Linked DNA regions of Rattus norvegicus: region 1 is linked to region 2. A link is a contact called in public Hi-C data. All regions are on one chromosome and are shown on one strand. The core of a region is the stretch at or near the end of the contact, and the rest is flanking DNA. Distances in the headings are between cores, read along the strand shown.

Evidence for each region. Hi-C and Micro-C count contacts between places; a contact is called where the count stands out from the background.
Region 1: a contact with region 2 is called in a Hi-C map of liver, with 1.9 times the contacts expected there. The contact joins the promoter of Etnk1 here to the promoter of St8sia1 in region 2. A contact is called at or near these places in 2 of 12 Hi-C or Micro-C datasets (Schwann cells and liver).

The regions. Positions count from the first base shown.
Region 1 is chr4:177,855,227-177,858,633 of GRCr8, forward strand. Etnk1 (ethanolamine kinase 1) reads left to right here and starts at 1,917. Exons shown (of 8, transcript NM_001107894.2): 1 at 1,917-2,299. The coding sequence starts at 2,144.
Region 2 is chr4:177,650,135-177,653,947 of GRCr8, forward strand. St8sia1 (ST8 alpha-N-acetyl-neuraminide alpha-2,8-sialyltransferase 1) reads right to left here and starts at 1,419. Exons shown (of 5, transcript NM_012813.3): 1 at 887-1,419. The coding sequence starts at 1,119.

The DNA of each region.
Region 1 (3,407 bases), core at 667-3,166, 210 kb after region 2:
ATGGTTTTAATGTCAGCATTTAGGAGTGCAGAGGCAGGCAGATCTCTGAGTTCAAGGCAAGTTTCAGGTCAGTCATGGGACGCCTAAAAAGATCCTTATTCTTTAAAAAAGGAAAAAAGAATTTATATGTTTGTTTTTGAAGTAGGCTCGCTCTCATATTTACTTTGAATTCCTTACTTTGAGTTCTGGATCCATCTGCAGTGCCTCCCTAGTGCTAGGATTACAGGTGTCTGCCACTGTGCCTGGCTTTTTGTATGATTTCTTAAAGTTTTACTTTTGATTTAAATTTAATTTGGTGTTAGTTGTTTTAGTTATGAAATATTCCATATAACTCTTAGAATGCAATGATTTAATAAGGAGATACCACTTAGAACATGGAAATATTAGTGTGTCATTTCAGTCTCAATTAGATAGAATACATAATTTAGTGTTTCCGGTAATACATCCTCCTCCCAGTGGGGTGGTGTGTGTGTGTGTGTGTGTGTGTGTGTGGTGTGTGTACATGCTTGCTTGCTTGCTTGCTTGCTTGTTTATGCAGGGTACTGGAAGTAGGGTCTTCCATAGAGATTTTTAAAAACACATACCCAAGTCTGGAAAATGTTCAACTGTTCAACTTACAATGTTGCAAAAATGCAGGAGTGGACTTCCCTCTCTGTAGCGTAGGAAGTTTATCATTATTCCAGACTTACGTTTTGTGACTTACAGTGGTTTGTAGGCTCATTCAGAACAATGAGAACATAAATGTGTGCTACTAGGTAATAAACCACTTGACCATTCACAAATTGTTCACTTTGTATTCAGCCCGTGGGAAGCCAGAAGCCAAGGTGAATGGACACCTCCATTGTCTCCGTCATAAAAGGAAAGCATAAGGGCAGATCAAATACTTGTAGGTGATCTGGTTTCCTACTGGAGGTTTTATGCTGCCGTGCAAGTCCCGGGGAGCGCTGTGACAGCAATCTATTTTTCTTTCCAATTCTCTCCTAGTCGCTACCTTATTTTACTGACTTTAAATAATTCTCAGCAAGGTCAAGTATCTGACGCTTAAAACGAGTGTTACAGTCGTCTTACCCTATTATCGATTGGCTGATAACTAAGTAGCCCTGGCAATCCTGGAACTCACTATGCAGCCCAGGCTGGTTTTGAATTCACGACAATCCTGCTTTAGGCACCTGAGGACTAGGATAACAGGAGTATGTCATCACACCACTCACCGGTTTACTCTCAAATGTTCCAAATACTGTGATTTCTATGTACCGCCAAAGGGAATTTGGTTGCTGAACCAAGCAAGCGTGTGGTTCTGTGCACAGAGCTTCAGGAACAAGACGACCAAATTAATCCAGCTTGGCCGGATTGTGGCCAAGCTCACAGCTTAAATTTAGAGTTATTTCAGGACGTGCCTTCTGCGTCCCGTAAGAACGTCAGCCCTAAGTAAGCAGAGCTCACGACCCTAGTGATCTAGCAAGGTGACGCTTCATTACGCCGGACAGGGCTTGGGTAGCACGCCACAGCGCATCGGAAGAGTTCGAAAGGGCTCGGCAAAGCTCGACAGTGCTCCGGCTGGGCTCGGCAGAAATCGGTAGGACTCCGGTAGGGCTCGGGCAAAGCTCGTTAGAGCCCCGGCAGGGTTCGGCAAAGCTCGACCGTGCTCGGCACGGTCCGTCAAGGCTCGTAAGCGCTCCGGCAGGGCTCGGCAGCGATCGGACTCCTTCGGGTGCAGGAGCCCAGCCAACCCCACAGTAGCGGAGTGCCTGGCGGTGCGCGCTCCCCGAGACCCCAATACCCCAGAGCCCCGAGGCCCGCCCATTGTGCCGCGGGGTTCGCCACCCCGCCGGCCGCCTGACGCAGCCGAGGCTCCGCCCTCGGCGTGACGCTAGCGTCAGGCCAGTCCCGGCATGCTTCGCGGCTGCCCGCGGTCTAGCGCACTAAGGTATCTTCCCGAGAGCGACCGTCCCTCCGCGTCTCTGCACTGCGCACCCCGTCCGGCCGCCTCGTCGCCCCCGCCGCCCGCCCGTGCGTCCGAGCGGCCGCAGCCCTCCGCCGAGGGCGCCCCGGGACGGAAGGGTCCAGCAGCCTGCCGGCGCCCGCCGCGCTCGTGGTCGCCGTCGCCGTGGTCGTCGTGGTCGTGTCCGCCGTCGCCTGGGCCATGGCCAATTACATCCACGTCCCGCCCGGCTCGCCCGAGGTGCCGAAGCTCGACGTGACGGTGCAGGACCAGGAGGAGCAGCGCTGCCGCGACGGCGCCCTGAGCCTGCTGCAGCACCTGCGGCCGCACTGGGACCCCCGGGAGGTGACCCTGCAGGTGAGGCTGGGCGGGCACCAGGTTTCCTTCCCGAAGCCGCTGCCTCAGCGACGCCTGCCCGAGCCCGGGAGAAGCTCCCGGGGATGGCTGCCGCGGCCCTCGTCATGCTCCAGGGCTTCTTCCTCTCCTCCCAGACCCCGCAGCCCATCGCCTTCCGCGGTCCTCTCCGCTGCCCTCCCTCCCCTGCGCTTCCCTCCCATCCCTGCCTTATCCAGCCTGGGATCTTCCTACATCCTTCGAGCCGCGGGAGAACTCCGTTCCAAAGCGGAATGACCGTGAACCTGATGCTGCCCACGCCAGGATGCTAGGGAACGCTATTCCGTGCGTTACTGGAAGGCTTGAGTTGGTGTTTCTAAATTTGTAAAGTCTTAGAAGAATTAATGCTCTGGGTTGGAGTGAGCGATGACCTGGGAATATTTTTCGTGAATCAGTGATTTTTAAAGACAAAAATTCTCAGGAGAGAGAAAGCCCCCCGAAAATCTAGGATTTAAGAAAAAAAGGCACTTGCAAGTTATGTTCCCCCCTCCCTGCCCCCATACCCAGAATTTATTTGGCGTGATTGGTCTTAGTATTTTCAGTGCACAGCTTTAGGAATTACTAAGGTGGATTTTCTTGCAAACAAACAAGCCAAATTAGTACAATTTTAACGGCTGGGACTTGTTTTAGATTTGAGCAGTAATGGGGGGAACATTTACCTGGATTATCGGAGTCGTCTGCCCCATTTTGATGACTCCAATACATTGTGGGGTTTGTACAGAACTTATTGATTTCGTTTTTTTTCTAAAATTATTATTTTTTTAGTATAATTAAAGCATGAATAGTATCTGGCCTCAGAGCAGTTTCTGACACTAAGGGGCTTTTGAGTTTTAGTTTCGGTTCTTGTTAGAAGGGTTCTGAGCAACTGAAAGGGACCCATATGTTTTGGGGAAGAAACTTGTTAGACAAAAGACTTTGAAATTTAAGGCGTGCCTGGTGGGTAAGTATATAGGATATAGTGGATTCAAAATGATTTTTATGGATAGCTTGGACAATGACTGCATCTCTTTCAAGGACAAGCTTTTTTTTTTTTTTTTTTTTTGGGCAGTGCTAGGAAAGGCTGTTCTGAGTC
Region 2 (3,813 bases), core at 169-2,668:
ACACAAAGAGATTCTTAGCTGTGCTGCATCTAGCCCCCCAACTCCTGCTGCAAACCTGTCTTCTGTTCCTCAAATTAGCAACTTCCCCAAGAGGAGAAACTATCAGCTTGAGAACTCTGCTGTCCCCTTTCAAACCTGGCCTTGAGTTTTGTTTTCTGAGTTCAAGTTCCCTCATGTACACCTCCCACAAACATTCCTTCCGTAGTCTAAGCAAAAAGTAAACAGGCGCTCTGGATCATTAAAATGGTAAAGATTCCAGCACCTGGACTTTGTCATAAATAATGAGTGACCTTGGGCTAGTAACGTGTTCTGCCACAGAATCGGTCAGAAGAGAAATTATGTCATCAAAAAAGTTGTTGAAATGTTAACACAAAAATCGAGCAGGTCCAAAGCTTAGTGGGTCATGGTTGCATACTCCAAACTCGCAATGGGCATACTGCGCAAAGCCACGGGAAAGGCCTGGCTAGTTTTCAGGTTTTCGTGACGAGGTTTGCCCATCATTCCTGCACCGTTGATTTATGTTCCAAACTGCCCCCGAACGCCTCTTAACCTACTTCTAACTTACTCCTCCTTAGCACCAAACATCCGCAGAATCTAAGAAATAAATTCTCTGAAAGTAACAGGCTCTAAGTTGTCCTGGGTCTCCCTTCCCACAGAGATGGGTCAATTGAAAACCCAGCGCGGACTAAATAACAAATCTTTGATTCGCAAAGGTGCTTTGAAACACCTCTTGGCGTGAGGGATGAGACAGAGACCCTGACTTAAGTCTCTATCTAGGTTGGGCACAGCACAGAGGGCGCAGGACAGAGAAGCCTCACATAGGACTCTGTCCTTTGCACACTAGCAGGAAGGATACTGGTGGCGAGCAGCGGCCAATAGTAGGTACCTGAAGAGCCTGGCTGACGTCTGGTTCCTCCTCCAAGCTGTGCGCTGCGCCAGCACTCCTTGCACGATCTCCTTCTCGTTGGGCAGCCGGTAGACAGGGAAGACATAGAGCCAACAGAGGACCACCACACAGAGGGCACTGGCTCCCACGGGTAGCCGGGTACGCGGGAATTTCCGCGCCAGCATGGCCATGGCCCCTCTGGATGTATGTAGGGCCCGCCCGCAGGGGCTCATCGCAGCCTCGGTGTCCCAGGGTCAGTGGTGGCAGCCTCAGCACAACGCCGGGCAAAGTGGCAGCGGAGAATGCCCCAGTGGCTGGCCCCCCATGCACACACACCTTTGGCTTTCCAGCTCGCACACGCACGACTGGGGAACCCCCACGCCACGGCTTCAGAGGTCAGCTACAAGGATCTTCGCCAATGCAACTTTTACTGGGATGTCTTGCTAGAGGAAGTGGCCTCCGGGCAAATCACGAGCCTTGGTCTCTTTCCCTGCAGACAGTGGGCGCTGAAGGGGTCTGAGAGCAGTGGGGCCGGTTGCTCCCGCCCTTACTGCAGCATCACGGTCGCCCTCGGCTGGGGTCCTGGAAGAGGCGCGGCTGGCTCCTGGACGTCTGACGGGTTGTGTCCCTTCCAGAAAGAGATGCTCCTGCGCCCTGCACCGCCCTTTCCCCGCCTCCTGCGCCGCCGCGGTGCCCGGCACCCCCCAGATGCGCTCTCCGCGCCACACCAAGTCCTTGGAAATTTCCACGGTGGCCCGGGACCGCTAGCCCACCCCCGGCGCCTCAGCCGCGCCCGCCAGGACCCTCGCTCCGCGCCCCTCACAGGCAATCCTAGAACTCTCTCTCATCAGTTCATTCAGCGGTGCACCGCAGCCTTCCGCTGCGCCCTAGACTCCGCAGACACGCGCCCCGGGATTGGTGGAAATCAAGGTCTCCCCCGCCCTCCCCCACCCGCGAAATTGCCTCCCGTGACCTGCTTGGGGCCGCAACGCTAGCCCAGGGTGCAGGCCCCTCGCCGCTGCCCTTGTTCTCTGCAGAGGGAAGCAGACAATAAGAGCGGCAGCCCCTCTGGTGCGTGCATGCACACGCGCATATGTCTATCCCCGAGTATGCACAGATTGAGGACCCGCACCCCTTGTGCCCAGGCTGCTGTCACCCTCGCCTTTCAGCAATTGATTGGTTATAAACGAGCAGCTAGGAGGCTGGCGAATATTTATTCCTTCCTAGGCTCCCTTAATCAGATCAGCCCGTGCTGAGCTACGATTCCATGCACGCACTTTCGTGCACGCGCGCGCGCGCGCGCGCGCACACACACACACACACACACACACACACACACTGATGCTAGCGGGCACAAGGGGAGGTGCGTGCACACTGGGATCCACCACCTTGCCTCCACCCTACAGAGAACAGGAACAGAGAGGCATCCTCATACGCATGTGGCCCGCACACCTTGGGGGAGCTAACACCTCCTCTGCCTCTATAGATTAAAAAAAACAAAAAACCAACTCTGCCTCTGTTTCTTCTTAAAAGGCTGCAAAGGCAAGCTTATCACAACCACGACCTTGGAAACGTGCCACCCGCCTGGACCCGCCTAGTGGAGAGTCTCGCTGTAAGCCATTTCTGCTCGCCCTGGCAGAAGGTGGAAAAAGCTCTGGTTCCTCCTAGCGGCTGCCTGCTCTATTTGCTTAAGCATCCTGTGCAAGGACAAAGAAGAAAGTCTGCAGCTTCCAAAACCAGCTAGCTTAGTTGTCACAGGACCAAAAGCTCGGGTCACCGTTTCATTTGTTCAGCCGTGAGCAGCACTCCAGACGGTCCCCACTGACCAGTTTTTGCCCTCAAGTCTTTTTTAGCACCTTCAGCAGGGAGAAGTGAAACTTGAGACTTTCCTGCCCCTGCTATCTACCCGCCTTACTCAGCTTTTCTTAGGAAGACTGCTCAGTGCCCCTACAGGCAGGCAGACTCCGGAGTGGAACCTAATACAATTAGGGAAAATAAAGATTGCCCTGCGACTGTTAGAAGCTCACGGCTCTTGTAGAAGACCTGTATTCAGATCCTAGGTCTCACTGCGGGTAGCTCAGTACAAGAGCTTGGGAGAGGGGTGCCACCTTCTGGGGCACCTGCACACACATATGCATACCTCCACACAGTTACAGGCACATAATTTAAAAATGCAGTAGACGTTAAACGAAAATGAAGATGGGGCATTTCCCATCTTTGAGGGCTATAGACACATCATCTATCCCTTCCCCTCCCTATAATTAAAACAAAACACAAATGACCCCAGTTTCTCTTCCTCCAACTCTCCATACAGCTGAAGAGTGAAAGAAATAAACCAAGAAGCAAAAAGATCATACAGGGTCCTCCCTTCCTACAAATCTACTGACTCATTCAAAGGTAAGTGGCCATCGGACTCCCCCTCGATAATATGGTAGCCGCAGGCCACCATAAACACTAGTGTTCGTGCCAGCAAGACGGTTCCGTGGGTCAAAGCACTTGCCATCCAAGCTTGAAGATCTGTCCCCAGAACACATCATAGTAAGAGAGATGATTGATGAAATGAGCCCTCCTTCCCTCACATCTATGCCATGACAGGCTCACTGGTATTCATTATACACACAATACAGTAAACAACAACAACAAAATGATGATGGTGATGATGGTGATGATGATGATGGTGATGATGATGATGATGATGACGATGATGACGATGACAATGATGATGATGATGACGACAACGACAATAATCACAACGATGGTGATGACAATGACAGTGATGACGCAGGCTTTGTAGTGTAGTGCTCAGGGATCTGCGGTTCCCATTCTCATTCCCTTTGGCCTACTCCAGATACTTCTGGAATTTTCTGATTCTGGTCAATATTTAGACTCTCAGATGAGCTTTTCTATCGCAAGCGCTCTCCATACAG